2 separate regions of the Sus scrofa genome follow, and region 2 is linked to region 1. The links are chromatin contacts, called in public HiChIP or PLAC-seq maps. All regions are on one chromosome and are shown on one strand. Each heading gives the region's core, a stretch centred on a gene start, on an enhancer-like site or on the middle of the called end of the contact. The rest is flanking DNA. Distances are from core to core; before and after follow the strand shown. Region 1 overlaps IBTK (inhibitor of Bruton tyrosine kinase). Region 2 has its middle 21 kb from the start of FAM46A.

What was found. HiChIP or PLAC-seq counts read pairs in DNA pulled down with a chosen protein or histone mark.
Region 2: a contact with region 1 is called in an H3K27ac HiChIP or PLAC-seq map of alveolar macrophages. The contact joins two enhancer-like sites. A contact is called at or near these places in 2 of 47 Hi-C or Micro-C datasets (embryonic fibroblasts and subcutaneous adipose tissue) and 1 of 2 datasets of contacts at active chromatin or transcription factors (alveolar macrophages).

Annotation. Positions count from the first base shown.
Region 1 is chr1:84,060,322-84,067,204 of Sscrofa11.1, reverse strand. All of the region lies in intron 26 of IBTK (inhibitor of Bruton tyrosine kinase), which reads right to left. Among named protein-coding and RNA genes, the nearest start is that of IBTK, 90 kb to the right of the region's middle. Within about 2 kb of position 4,599, at least 6 of the 83 cell types and tissues checked have an H3K27ac peak or open chromatin away from gene starts, as enhancers often do. A contact at or near this core is called in alveolar macrophages, where this site is marked.
Region 2 is chr1:84,520,746-84,527,596 of Sscrofa11.1, reverse strand. No RefSeq gene overlaps it. Among named protein-coding and RNA genes, the nearest start is that of FAM46A, 21 kb to the left of the region's middle. Within about 2 kb of position 1,441, at least 9 of the 83 cell types and tissues checked have an H3K27ac peak or open chromatin away from gene starts, as enhancers often do. A contact at or near this core is called in alveolar macrophages, where this site is marked.

The sequences.
Region 1 (6,883 bases), core at 3,350-5,849:
TATTTTTTCTAATAATTGTCATACATAGCCATTTATTGTAATCAATCATACACGAGGAAATAGACAAGTCTGTAAAGAATGTTTTACATTAACATTTTATAAATAAAAGTGACAAATTAGTACTAGGTCTCAAAATATATAGAAACTAGATAAATAGCAGCTGAACTGTATAACTAATACATAGTCTAAATTTTGTGAACAATAAAAATATAGTAGAGACTTTGAAACTGTAGGGATTACAGATAGGACAGAAATTTAAGGCATAATATGCCTTCTAGGAACTCACAAAAAGATGAGGAAACAACATATAAAATGACATAATACAACAGAAATGAACTTAAACGTATCTAACAAAGTTCTACTGACAGTATGGACTACAAAAATAAAAAAGATTTGGTCATTAAGAAGATCTCATGGCAAAGACAATAAAAGGGTTTACAGGATTGGGGAAGAAGCATTCCTGTAAAGAAAAAAATTAACAAAGGAACTATAGAGAGTAGCCTAACTGTGGAATTTTAGCCTTAGAAAGATAGCCAGAAATTACTTAGATTAATCCAATGCCCTCTTTCAGCAATAAGCAAATTTAGGTCTAGCTGGGTTTCACAACAGAAAAGTCAAACAGAAGGTGAAGAAATAGGGCCTAAAATATTGATTTCTTGACTCATTTATGCACATTTACTGGCTATGTATCAGTTTTTGTTGTTGTTGTTTTTGGTCTTTTTAGGGCTGCACCCACGGCTTATGGATATTCCCAGGCTAGGGGTCCAATCGGAGCTGTAGCCGCCTACACCACAGCCACAGCAACCTGGGATCCGAGCTGTCTGTGACCTACACCACAGCTCATGGCAGCGCAGGATCCTTAACCCACTGAGAGAGGCCAGGAATCAAACCCCCATCCTCATGGATGCTAGTCGGGTTCGTTAACTGCTGAGCCACAACAGGAACTCCTCTATCAGTATTATGGTACTGAAAATCAGGCTGTTTAAAACTCAGTCCCCTCCACTCAAAAAACTCTTATTGAGTTTTTTAAAAGGTATTTAAGCAATGATAAAGCAGCATGAGCGTATAGGAATAATTTGAGAGTATACCAACATGTACCAAGAGTACATGAACAACATTTATACCAACAATATGCCAGGTACTCAGGACTTGGACAAATTAATGTATCATGGGAGAGGGTTGGCTTCACTGAGGAAACGGCATGAAAGCTGAGGAGAGTGGCACTGAGACAGGGCTTTGGTCATACAAATACATGGATGGTTAAAGATTTTGTTGGCTTCAATAAACAGAATGATTTGATTAAAAGTATGGAAGATATTAAAAAGGGAAATAAAGTTAAAATGTACAAAATGCACTAAGAACTAGACATTCCTGCTGTGGCACAGCAGAAACAAATCCAACTACTATCCATGAGGATGTGGGTTGGATCCCTGCCCTTGCTCAGTGGGTTGGGGAGGCAGCGTTGCCATGAGCGTGGTGTAGGATGCAGATGTGGCTTGGATCCCACATGTTGCTGTGGTATAGGCTGGCAGCTGCAGCTCTGATTCGACCCCTAGCCTGGGAACCTCCATATGCCATGGGTGCGGCCCTAAAAAGCCAAAAAAAAAAAGCACTAAGAACTAAAATATTTAAACCTGATGTATATATGTGTAAACAAATTTACTGTAAGTGTTTTCACATACATTATCCCAATTAATTTTTGTAGTACTCTGTGAAGAAAGCATATATTATTTCTATTACACTGATCAGGAAACTAATATTCAAAGAAGATTAGATAATTTGCCTGATTTGCAAAGTGAGTAAATGCTAAAGACAGAACTCAAATCAAGGCCTTTTCTTTTTTTTTTTTTTAATTTTTTAAATAATTTTTTTTATATTCCCACTGTACAGCAAGGGGGTCAGGTTATCCTTACATGTATACATTACAGTTACATTTTTTCCCCCACCCTTTCTTCTGTTGCAACATGAGTATCTAGACAAAGTTCTCAAAGCTATTCAGCAGGATCTCCTTGTATATCTATTCTAAGTTGTGTCCTGATAAGCCCAAGCTCCCCATCCCTCCCACTCCCTCCCCCTCCCATCAGGCAGCCACAAGTCTCTTCTCCAAGTCCATGATTTTCTTTTCTGAGGACAAATCCAGGCCTTTTCACTCAGAGTACAGAGTACCTTTCTTACAAAGCTACCTTTATTTCTCCTCTCCCCTGCAGTCTATAGACTACAGTCCATTACAAACGTCTTCTCATTCTTCAAGGACTGGCTCAAATATCACCTTGTCTTGTGTGCACTGGTGGCACAGTGGTGAACACAGCTGCCTCCCAAACATCACCTCCTCTCTGCTCTCAGACCATGTCAATTACTGCTTTAGACCTTCACACGTGGTATTTGTACTGTTTACACATCTGTGTCTTAACTGCTAGACTAGTCTCTCAAGGTACAGGACTTTTCTTTCATCTTTGTATCTCAATGTCCAGCAGAACACCCGGAATATATAGTTGTTTGTAAAAAACTAGAAAATAAATAACTGAAGCAGAAAGCCAAAGGGTTTTAAGCATGGGATGGAATAAAAGCAGAGGTTTTTTTTTTTTTTTTTTTGAAGTTCCTTATTGTTTTGAATTACTGATAACTTGTTTATTCTAGATGTAGGTACTGAAATACAAACTGAAATGAAAATAGGTAGGTAACAGGCTCTTAGTTTTAATGAAGTTCTATGACTTGAAACTTACTGGATACCTGACCACTGATATCCAAAAAAGAAGTCTCCAGGATGAAGTAAAAGAAAACTTCTGACCAGAAGAAAAATAAAGCCAAGGAGATGAACTAGAAGGTTGTTGGGTTAAACTTGTTATGAGATGATGAAAATCTAAACTAGAATGACTGTAAACTAAATGGAAATATGCTACATTCTGATAATTACCTTAGACAGACTAAATGCAAAATCCCCTTGGTTAAGTTCCTTGAAAAATTCTTAAGTCAATTAAGACTGGAGACTAGAGGCATTTTAGGACAATAAAGTATAACACAGAGTAATGAAAACATAACTTAACTGGTGCTCAAAAATCATCCTTGGGGCTTAGGGATCAGCTTGTGTTTTGCACTTTCAAAGAAATGTGAAAATAATGTAAAACCAATTATTTGTTAAGTAAGAAGCAGTAACTACAAGCCCCATCTTTAAAAATATGTCATTGGTTAACAGAATTAAATATAAGGACTATAATAACCTACATAGGTTCTGTTAAAGTTAAGCAATCAGAGCTTAGGTAAAAAACTTTATGTAACATTTTATAGTTTACAGAGTACTTTCATATAAATTATATGACATGAACCTTTGTAATAAACCTATATGGTAGGCATTACTGTTCTCAATTCAGAAAGGTTCACAGAAGGCTACTGGTAAACATCAGACTAAAACTCAAATCTGTTTCATAAGATTATAACGCTACAATTCCATAAATGACTTTCAATGGAGAAAATCATCAATTATAAATTTACTCAAACAACTTGAAATCTATCAAAATTTCATCTTAGAATGAAGCAAACCAGTTAAAACAGAGCTATGATTAAATATAAAATGCCTAAGCTTTCAGATAAAAAATAATAACATTATGAAGCTTTAGGTATTTGCAACATAGAAAAAGACATCCCAATAGATAATCTGTATAAAATTTAGCCTTCTAAGAAACAACATAAAATGGCTGGCTAAAATCTTTCAAAGACTTTTGTTCAAAGTGAGGAACATTAATCTTGCCAAATTTAGACTTTAAGAGAACAACTAAATTACTTCTTGCTTATACAATTGACATTTTTAAAAAGAACTACGCATTATCCCAATTACAAAGGTTTTTATAAAAAATGGGAGCTGATATGATTTTGTCTCACACATAGTTTTTCTTACTAATTAGAAACACAAGTTCACATTTTCTGCCCAGAATTACATAAGGGGGTATTTCAGTGAAAGGAAAATGAAAGAAAACACATTAAAATGGAAAAGAACAGGAGTAACAATAAACAAACAGAAACTGCATAAATTTCTCTTTTCACATCAGTAAGTAACATTGCCATTCTTGGATATCCCTAATATTAGAGGGGGAAAAAAAATCACATTTTCTACAATTAAAACAAAAATGTGTTATTTGTGGAATTTCCTGAGAGGAATTTCCTCTCTCCCTACTATCCTGATTCCCTAAAGAATAATAAGCATTCCTGTCTTCCTGCTTTAATTCCCACTATTTTCTCTATTTGTCTCTCCTCTCTTCTTTTAATGATCCCGTCCTATGTTAGAATAAGCATTCCTATCTTCCTGCTTTAATTCCCACTATTTCTCCATTTGTTCTCCTCTCTGCTTTTAATGATCTCATTCTATGTTCAAAAGCTTGTAGCAATGAAATGGATCAGTATTTTTCTAATACTGTTCATATGGCCATAAATATAATGATTAAATATTTGGAACAGGATAGGGAAAGAGTTTATAATACTCCAGCTTGTACTCCTCAATGAGTACAAGCCCATGGTCATTTTTCCTTCTCTGAACCTCTCATATAGCACTTAGTCATACACTGCTTTGTGACTTCTTTAACACTGTTAAACTGTAATTTTATTCTTCTGTCAATGAACTTCCATGTGTGCATATGTAGACACACCACCTAGACTTCAAATACATTTAAGGCTGGGCCTGTGTATTATGTATACCCAAGAGAAGCCAGCAGAATACCATACATATACCAAATGTCACATAATTTGGTGAATTAATAAATATTTTACTTTATCTGTTATATTTTATTACTTCCTTTTAAAAAAGCTCTTATGATTACATATTTCCTATGACTAAATTAAAATGAAATCCAAGCAGTTTTCTTTCTCAGTGATCAGATGACAACACATAACTATTTAAAACATTAACTTCCACTTACCAAACACCCAAACTATGGAGAGAGCATGATCCATCATATGCTCCTTTAGCTAAAATTTCCAAAGCAGTGTAACAGCACCCTTTTCACAATTAAGAGCCCTGATGTTATAGCACACTCTAGTGATCAACTATGAAACCACAAATCCACAATATTTTAAAAGTTCCACAGAAGACATATTTATCCAAAGAAATTAAATTTTTAAAAATAATGTAAAATTTTAAAATGTTAAAATATTAAAACCAACTGAACCATTCATATCTTAAAATACATACATCTATGGCATATAACCACTACATTAAAAACAAGTTACTGGAAAGAGAGCTACAATTCTGTTTCATTTATTCATCCTCTCGTTCACCAGATGCTCACTGAGCACCCACCACCTGCTAGGTAACATTCTAATCACTGAACATACAGCTGAATATACAGACATTCCATGGGGAGTACATTCCAGGTAGCCTAGTGAATGCCAGAAACTGCAGAGTACTGAACCCTATATATACTGTTTTTCCCCTATATATACATACATATCTATGATAAAGTTTAACTTATAAATTAAATTAGGCACAGTAAGAAAGTTACCACAATGATAAAACAGAATAGTTATAACAATATATTGTAATGAAAGTTAGGTGAATGTGGTCTTTCAAAACATCTTATACAAACTTAATGTCTTTTCCACCTTAACTAAGAACTAATCATGCATGCACTTTGGCTTTTGCACATACAAAAAAGTTTGATCTGATGTGCAATAGCAAAACTATTATGAATTTCTCCTTCATAATTTTATATATGAAGAGTCATTTATGCCAAACTCCTTAGCAACCTCAACAACATACAATTTTTTTTCTCACCTTATCAGATCGAGAACTCTCCATTTTCTCACTTAAAGGAAGCAATTTATGGCTCCTCTTTGGCACATCCGAATTGCCAACATCACTATCTCTGAAGGAAACATCCGAATAAGATGGAGATATCAAGAAGGCAGAGGGAGAGTCAAATCTGCCTTAGATGTGGACAGGCAATTCAACTCTTTAGTGTAGAGCTGATAACTAAACATAGAAGCTCATGAAATATCATAGAAACAATATAAGTGAGGGAGTTCCCATCATAGCTCAGCGGAAATGAATATGACTAGCATTCATGAAGACACACATTCAATCCCTGGCCTGGCTCAGTGGGTTAAGGATCCGGTGTTGCTGTGAGCTATGGTGTAGGTCAGAGACATGGCTCAGATCCTACACTGCTGGGGCATAGGCCAGCAGCTGCTGCTCCAATTAGACCCCTAATCTGGGAACTTTTACATGCTATGGGTGCGGCCCTAAAAAGCAAAAATGTAAGTGAAATGAAAGATGACCTACTAGTGAACTGCAAGTACGATGAGTCATATAAAAAGTCCATGGTGTTGGCAATATGGAGGTCACTGCTGAACTTAACCCAGACAGCTTCAGTTTAGTAATGGGACTAGAAGCCAGAATGGATTAAGAAGTGAGGGTGCTGACAGCTCTTTTGAGAAATCTGGCTGTGAAGGAAGCAGGGAATTGGTAATAATAGGACAACTGCTAGAAGAAAGTGTGGGGGCTAAGTGAGGGATTCAATACCCCACCCATTCTACATGCTAGTGATTTGAGGATATTCAAAACCAGATGGGAAGAATCTACTTAAAAGGAAAAGGTTGAACATCTATGAGAGAGGGATAATAAATAGTTTAAGCCTTCAGAAGTGAAAAGCGGTTAAGATATAACTATAGGTCTAATTCCTAGTGTTAGATGGGAAGGATAACTCTTCTATTGCAAAACAAGAAAGGAGGATGAGATGAAGACAAACAGAGGTGGGTTTCTGTGTATTTGAAGTAGGAAAATAAAGAAGTTACATGTCTTTCTATAAGCATGCCTATGGGATAGCACTTATAACTCACAAAAACAATGGTATGTTTATTTTTCGATTAAAAAGTCTATTAAATTTTTAAAAAAATA
Region 2 (6,851 bases), core at 192-2,691, 460 kb before region 1:
TAAACAAATAAATAAATAAGAAATCTCCACAAAATATATTCTTAAAACGCTGGAAAATACCACAAACATCACAAACTCCATAAAAATAATGTTTTTTTATTACCTTCCTGATATACCCCTGTGGTATATTAGTATATTTTTAGTACGTTTCTTGTTTTTTTGTTTTGTTTTTTGGTTGCAAACTCTGATTGCTCCCTCATGAATCTCCTTGATAGGAGAGAACTTTTGAGTTAACCACATTCATCCATGAGAACCAGAGATTTGCCTACAATTTTTCATGTAGGATGATGTGAAGAACTTTCCATAAGGAAGCTTTTGGCTCTGAACAATTTGGAACCTTTTTTAATCCTGTATAGCCACATACATCTGGCATTATAAGAGCATGCTCAGATCTCATTGAAACCTCTAATCCTATGTCCTTATTCCATGACCCCATATGAGTGGGCAGTGGAAGTATTTCTGAAAGTGCTCCTGCATGAGGTCAGGTAACCCAGCTTAGCTACACCTGGAAGCAATGGCAATCCACATAAATACATCCCACCAAACCCACTCTAAAAGGATTCCCAGTTCAATTCGCCATTCACCAAATACCCAAAGTGTCCTCAACTCATCTGACACCACCCAGTGTGAAGGGAGGTGGAGAGGAATTCCAAACAGAGAGAGATAGCATATGGTTAAATTGTTTCACTTTTCCAAATGTTGCAGAAGCATATGCCTGAACAAATGAGAATCCCCAAAGATTTAAATGTCTTTAGCTTCCTAGGAGATCCACCTCTGCACAAAGTCTATATCCCAAGACAGAATTTAGAGGATGAGGGCAGGTTCCTACCCTCCCCCACTGGTGGAAAGAACTCTTTGATGCTAAGGTATACTTGGTAACCTGTGGATACTTATACATATGTCATAAACAATAATACAAGTGTTATCACTAAAGTCCTCTGTGCACAAGCAGAGGCAATCTCAGAGGCAGAAATCATGATATCTGTCTCCCTGGAGAATGGAGGGGACATCTTCCTGAAACAGGAAGCACCTTCTTCCCTCCTACCCCTCCTCCAGCACCACCCAAGGCAACCTGAAGCAACTTAGATTATGTTAAGAAATGCTTTAATCCAGTTTAATAATTTTGTCTGATCCTTTAAATCCTAGCTCTACCCTGCCACCAAAAAGGTCTGTGAACTTGGACAAATTAGTTCACCTCTCTTAAGCGTCAGTTTCCTCATCTCTATAACGGCAATAATACTTGCTTTGCAGAAATGTGGAAAGGATTAAATGGATAGCATAGGGTAGCTGCTGGGCACCTAGTAGGTGACAAAGATACTGGAGCTATCGTACTTACTGTCCACGTTTCAAGAGTGACTCTAAGGGAAGAACCAAGAGGGGCCTCCTGGACACCTCAGGGTCCCGGGCCTCCAGATGTATCACACTTGGCACACAAGGTCAAACTATAAATACTATGGGGTGATGCTTTCAGTTTCAGTTTCTCTGTTTTGCCCCAGAGCCCAGTAGCAACCTAGGGCGAGTGACCATAGAAATAGGATAGCCATAGCACTCTGTGAACAGAGTTCGTTAATAAACATGAGGCTTTTAGAAGGCAACAGTAATTCAGTTCATGCTCAAAGCACCCTCATGACGCAGGGTCTAATTCTGAAACTACATAAGATTTGGGAAGTGTTCTAGCCTCAGATACTTTGCTGTTTGAACAAGAGCAGCAAATTGCCCCTTCTATGACTGCAAAGAACTGGACAAAGCCTTTGTAGGCTGTGGGGGTTCTGTCAAGATTTTTTATCTAAAGTGATCTGTCCTCAGGGGTCTAGACACTGCTGCTTGGATGTGTCACAAGCTCTGCCTAGCCCACAAAATCAGATAATTTGAAGCAGCAGATCACTGTTACTGATTGACTCTGACGCCAGATCACACTGGGCTGCAAATCCAGCTCTAATACTTACCATCTTTACAACCTTGGTCCAGCTACTTATATTCTTTGTGTCTTAAGTCCCTTATTCTAACATGAAGATAATAAAGCATTTACCTCATCAGATTGGAGTGAGTATTAGAATGAGAATTACATGAAATCATATTTCTCTAAGGCTTTATGCTGCACACTGCAAGTATTCCGTAATGGTTAGCACGAGCATTAAGTGAGAAATCTGATGATGTCCAGAAATTTTTGGTTTTATCGATCTGGTGCTCAGAAAAAAGGTTAACTACAGAGGTAGATTTTAGTTTTTCTGATTGTTAGTTTCCTGTGGCTGCTGTTCAATTTGGACTTTAAAACAACAGAAGTATATTCTCTCACAGTTGTGGGGGCCAGAGGTCCAAAATCCAGAATCAGTATCATGGGACCCAAGTCATGGTGCTGGCAGGCCACGCCCCCTCCCTCTGGAGACCCTGGGGAAGAATCCGTTTCTTGCCTCTTCCAGCTTCTGATGGCTGCCGGTGTTTCCTGGATTGCAACCTCATTATTCCACTCTCTGCCTCACATTGTCTTCTCCTCTGCTTTCTAGATCAAAACTTCATCTCCCTCTCTCTTTTAAAGAGGCAAATGTTAACACTGAAGTCCCCTCTCCGTAATGCAAAATAATCCAGGATACTCTCTCCATGTTAAGACCGTTGTCTTAATCCTGTCTACCAGCTAACATCTATAAATTCCAAGGATTGGAACTTGATATCCTTGGAGCCCATTCTTTAGCCTACTTCACTAGTTAATATATGATACTGTAAAACATGGATGAAGGTAAAATTTATAAGAAGAGAGATCTAAATATAGATCACTGGGAAGCAAAGAAAAATGAGCCACTACATGGAAGTGAGAAGCAGAGAGGAACAGCCCACGGAGACAACTATGGTAGGGGTTAGAGGGAGGATTTTTAGCCCACGGAGACAACTATGGTAGGGGTTAGAGGGAGGATTTTAGCCCATGGAGACAATTATGGTAGGGGTTAGAGGGAGGATTTTAGCTTCCGAGGGTATAGTACTTTCACAAAGGACAACACACCAGAAACACTTTGGAGAATCAAGGAGGGGGCCAAAAAGGAATCGTTGGGTTTGACTATTAGGAAAAATACCCATACATTTAGCCAATGTGGATTTATTCTCATGAGAGAAAGCCATACTTAATACTATGAAGTAAGTATGGAGTTACCTCTGTGGTATACTTGTGAGTAGGTATAGGTGGAAGGGAAAATGGTGCAAACACATCTTGGCAAGCCACTCTTCTACCTCACTCTCAAGCTGTATTTTCTTTGGATTCCCAACATCAAATGCTCAGAGCCTCTAAACTTCGCCAAGGTAGACACAGCCGACTTTAAAAGGGGAAAACAATGCCTCCTTCCTATACAAATATGTTTGCACTGCAGCTCCAGAGAGGTCAATGACAAAGGCTTATTCATCCTTATAATTGTTCCACTTAGGGTGTTAATGACTAGACCAGTCAAGTGGTAACATGTGTTTTTTTGTTTTGTTTTTGGTTTTTTTTTTTTGTTTTTTGGGTTTTTTTTTTTTTTTGCTTTTTTAGGGCCAAGCTGCAGCATATGGAGGTTCCCAGGCTAGGGGTCAAATCAGAGTTACAGCTGCCAGCCTACACCACAGCCACAGCAACATGGGATCTGAGCCGTGTCCGCAACCTACACCACAGCTCATGGCAATGCTGATCCCCAGCCCACTGGGCGAGGCCAGGGATCGAACCCACATCCTCATGGATGGTAGTGGGATTAGTTTCCACTGAGCCACGAAGGGAACTTCCAAGTGATGACATTTTTAGTCATTATACTCTTTTGCAATATCTTCTGAAGGACTCTAAATAGTAAACAGTTTAATTTTTTTCTAAAATATAAACATCATTTAGTCACTCAACAACCACCACATTTCAGACAATGTGCTAAATTATTGTATTAGAGATAATATAAATATATTAGGGATATTAAAATATTAGGATAAGATTAATAGCTAGCATCCTAGTGTCTTGTATGAAATAGGCACTGATGTAAATGTTTTAAATATCAACTTATTCCGATGATTTGATGAGGAAAAAAAACACTAGTATGATACTAGTATTTAGCCTTTATTTTATAGAACAGGGAACTGAGGTACAAAGACAAGGAAAAGTCACATGGCTAAGAAGTGTGAAGTGAGGATTATCTGGGCCTAGTCTCTGAATCACTGTAGGATACATTTTTTTTCCAACATCTGCAAGAAAACATTTCTAACACACTTATTTTGGGCAGAAGCACACAAATAAGTGTTACTTCAATGTGATTTAACAAAAATTTAGGTTTTGCTTTTAAGAAAACTTCCTAATACTGTAAATCCCTATCCATTATTTATATTCATATTCACAGAGTACCTACAATATACTGGGCACTGCTCTAGAAACTGAACTTTCAAAAATGAACAAAATCCTTAGCCCTCCTGTTTAAGCAGGAATTGTCCCCATCTTTCAATTTCATGCAATCATCAATAGTGCCACCAGAGTCCCCAGCTGAGATAAAGACAACTCTGCCTCACTGGGTATAAGAGCCAGAATTGAATCGTTGGAAGGAGAATTACATTGTGGGGTAAGTACCACTACCCACTTTTGAAATCATCCTTCTGGGGGAAAGTGTGCTAGCCTGAACCACAGGTGAAAAATTACAAAGGAGGAGTTCCTGTTGTGAAGCAGTGGAAATGAATCTGACTAGTAACCATGAGGTTGCAGGTCCAATTCCTGGCCTCGCTCAGTGGGTTAAGGATCTGGCATTGCCATGAGCTGTGGTGTAGGTCGCAGACATGGCTCAGATCCTCTGTTGCTGCACCTGTGCTGTAGGCCAGCAGCTGTAGCTCTGATTCAACCCATAGCCTGGGAACCTCCATATGCTGCAGGTGTGGCCTTAAAAAGCAAAAAAAAAAAAAAAAAACAAAAAAAATTATGAAGGAAAAGCATTAGTAAGTCATATATGGGGAATTTTTTCCTTGCAGCTCACTGACGTTTCAAGCATCTAAAATAAAAATCCAGGTTCAGAGAGGCACTATCTTCACCATAGGAAGCAGCTCATTTAACATTTCTGGGTCTGTTTCATGAGGATTGTCTAACTTGATATCTCAGGTCATTTTCAGTTTGACTTTCCACGACACAAAGCAACAAATATCAGGAATTAAGAGGAAGCCAAGCTCCGCATGTTCCACTTCCCACTCCCTCAAGGCAGGAGTGGAGGGGAATCTCAGGACATCACTATGCAGGGTGAGGGAGCCTGGCCCCAGCTCCTGACCTCACTTTCGCACTGTGCCCCTTCGTCCCACCCCATCAGAATTTGTCACTGAACCTCATTTATCCTTGATCCCCAAGGGAAACTCAGGACTCGTTCTTCACCCCCCCCCCCATCTGCAGACATGGTTGCCAGATAAAATACAGGATGTTAGGTTGAATTTAACCAGACAGCCTGTATTTTTATTTGCTAAATCTGGCAACCTAGCCCAGGTCTTTCAGCCCCTTAGGAGAAAAAGTCTCCCATATCCAGGAAGACTTCCTTGATCTCCCAGGCTATGCTGAATTGTACTCCCAGTCTTGCTGCTGCATTAATTTTCACCCTAGCATTTATCATCGTCTGACATGTGGTAACATTTTGCCTGATTGTATTTTGATTTTAATTCTCTATCCTCTCCACCTCCCGTAAGGATGAAATCCCGCAAGGCTATAGATACTGATCTACCGTGTATGCTTTATCTATTCAGTGCCTACAATAATGCCTCGTACAGAGTAAATATTTGATAAATATTTGTGAATGTATTCATTAACTGTCTATTCAGTTGATGGCTAGAGTAATATTGCCATTGTGATAAATATCACAGGTAAACTGATAATACTTATCATACAAATAGCAGATATTTATTGAGCATATAATGTGTATCTGGCAGAATGCTAAGCAGTTTATGTGAACTAACTCACTGCTCACAAAAATCCAATGAGGTAGGAGTGGCTATTCCTCTTCTACACCTGAGCTAACTGCTAGGGAGGGGGAAAAAAAAGATTCCTCAAGGGCTCTCAGAGTAGTACTGAGATTCAAACCTAGCAGTCTGTGTTCCTTATGTGAGTCCTTTTCTTGGAAAGGAACACTTTTCCCTAGAGACGCTAAAAATATGGGAAGGGGATTAAATGCTCACACAAACTCTTAAAGGCTTCTGAATGAATAAATTACTGGCCCAGGCTATATAATTTTGTGTAATTGGTCACTGGATGTGAAATAGAATCTGAATGTGGACAAATTACGTAACAGACAGTCTGTGGTCATGTTATTAGAGCATCTGGTTCAAGGGAGGGATGGGGGGATGTGAGGTCATGGCTGATCTTTTTTCCTCTCTTTGAAGCTCAGACATTGGCTCCAACATGTAACTGGCCAAGATATTCCATGTACACACTTAAAATATTTCTTAGGAGTTTATAAAGGTGGAAAAGGTGTCTGAAGCCGTGGAAGATTCTAGAATGAAAATGATAATTCATTTTACTAACAAATGTTTTGAACACAAATATATACAATTTTGGATAGAATCCATTTTAAACTTCTAGTTTCTCCTTGCTTAGGAACAGTCTATATCTCTGTCACTCACACAAAGGGACTCCCCTTCACTCACCCTCTTCTTCTCTCTTCTATGTTGGCTGTTCTTAGCTCACAGTGCTCTGTGCTAGGTTCCTTTTCTCATGTCGAGTCACTTATCATTTTCACGTTTACTCTCAGTCTCTACTAAAAGATCCTAAGTTTATGTAAAGGGCTCCCTATCATGCAATGTGAAGACTGAATTTGGTGCACTGTACCCGCACCAGGTAACAAGGCATGGACAGCAGTCACCAGGGGCTGTTACTGGTTAACTATCACTTGCTC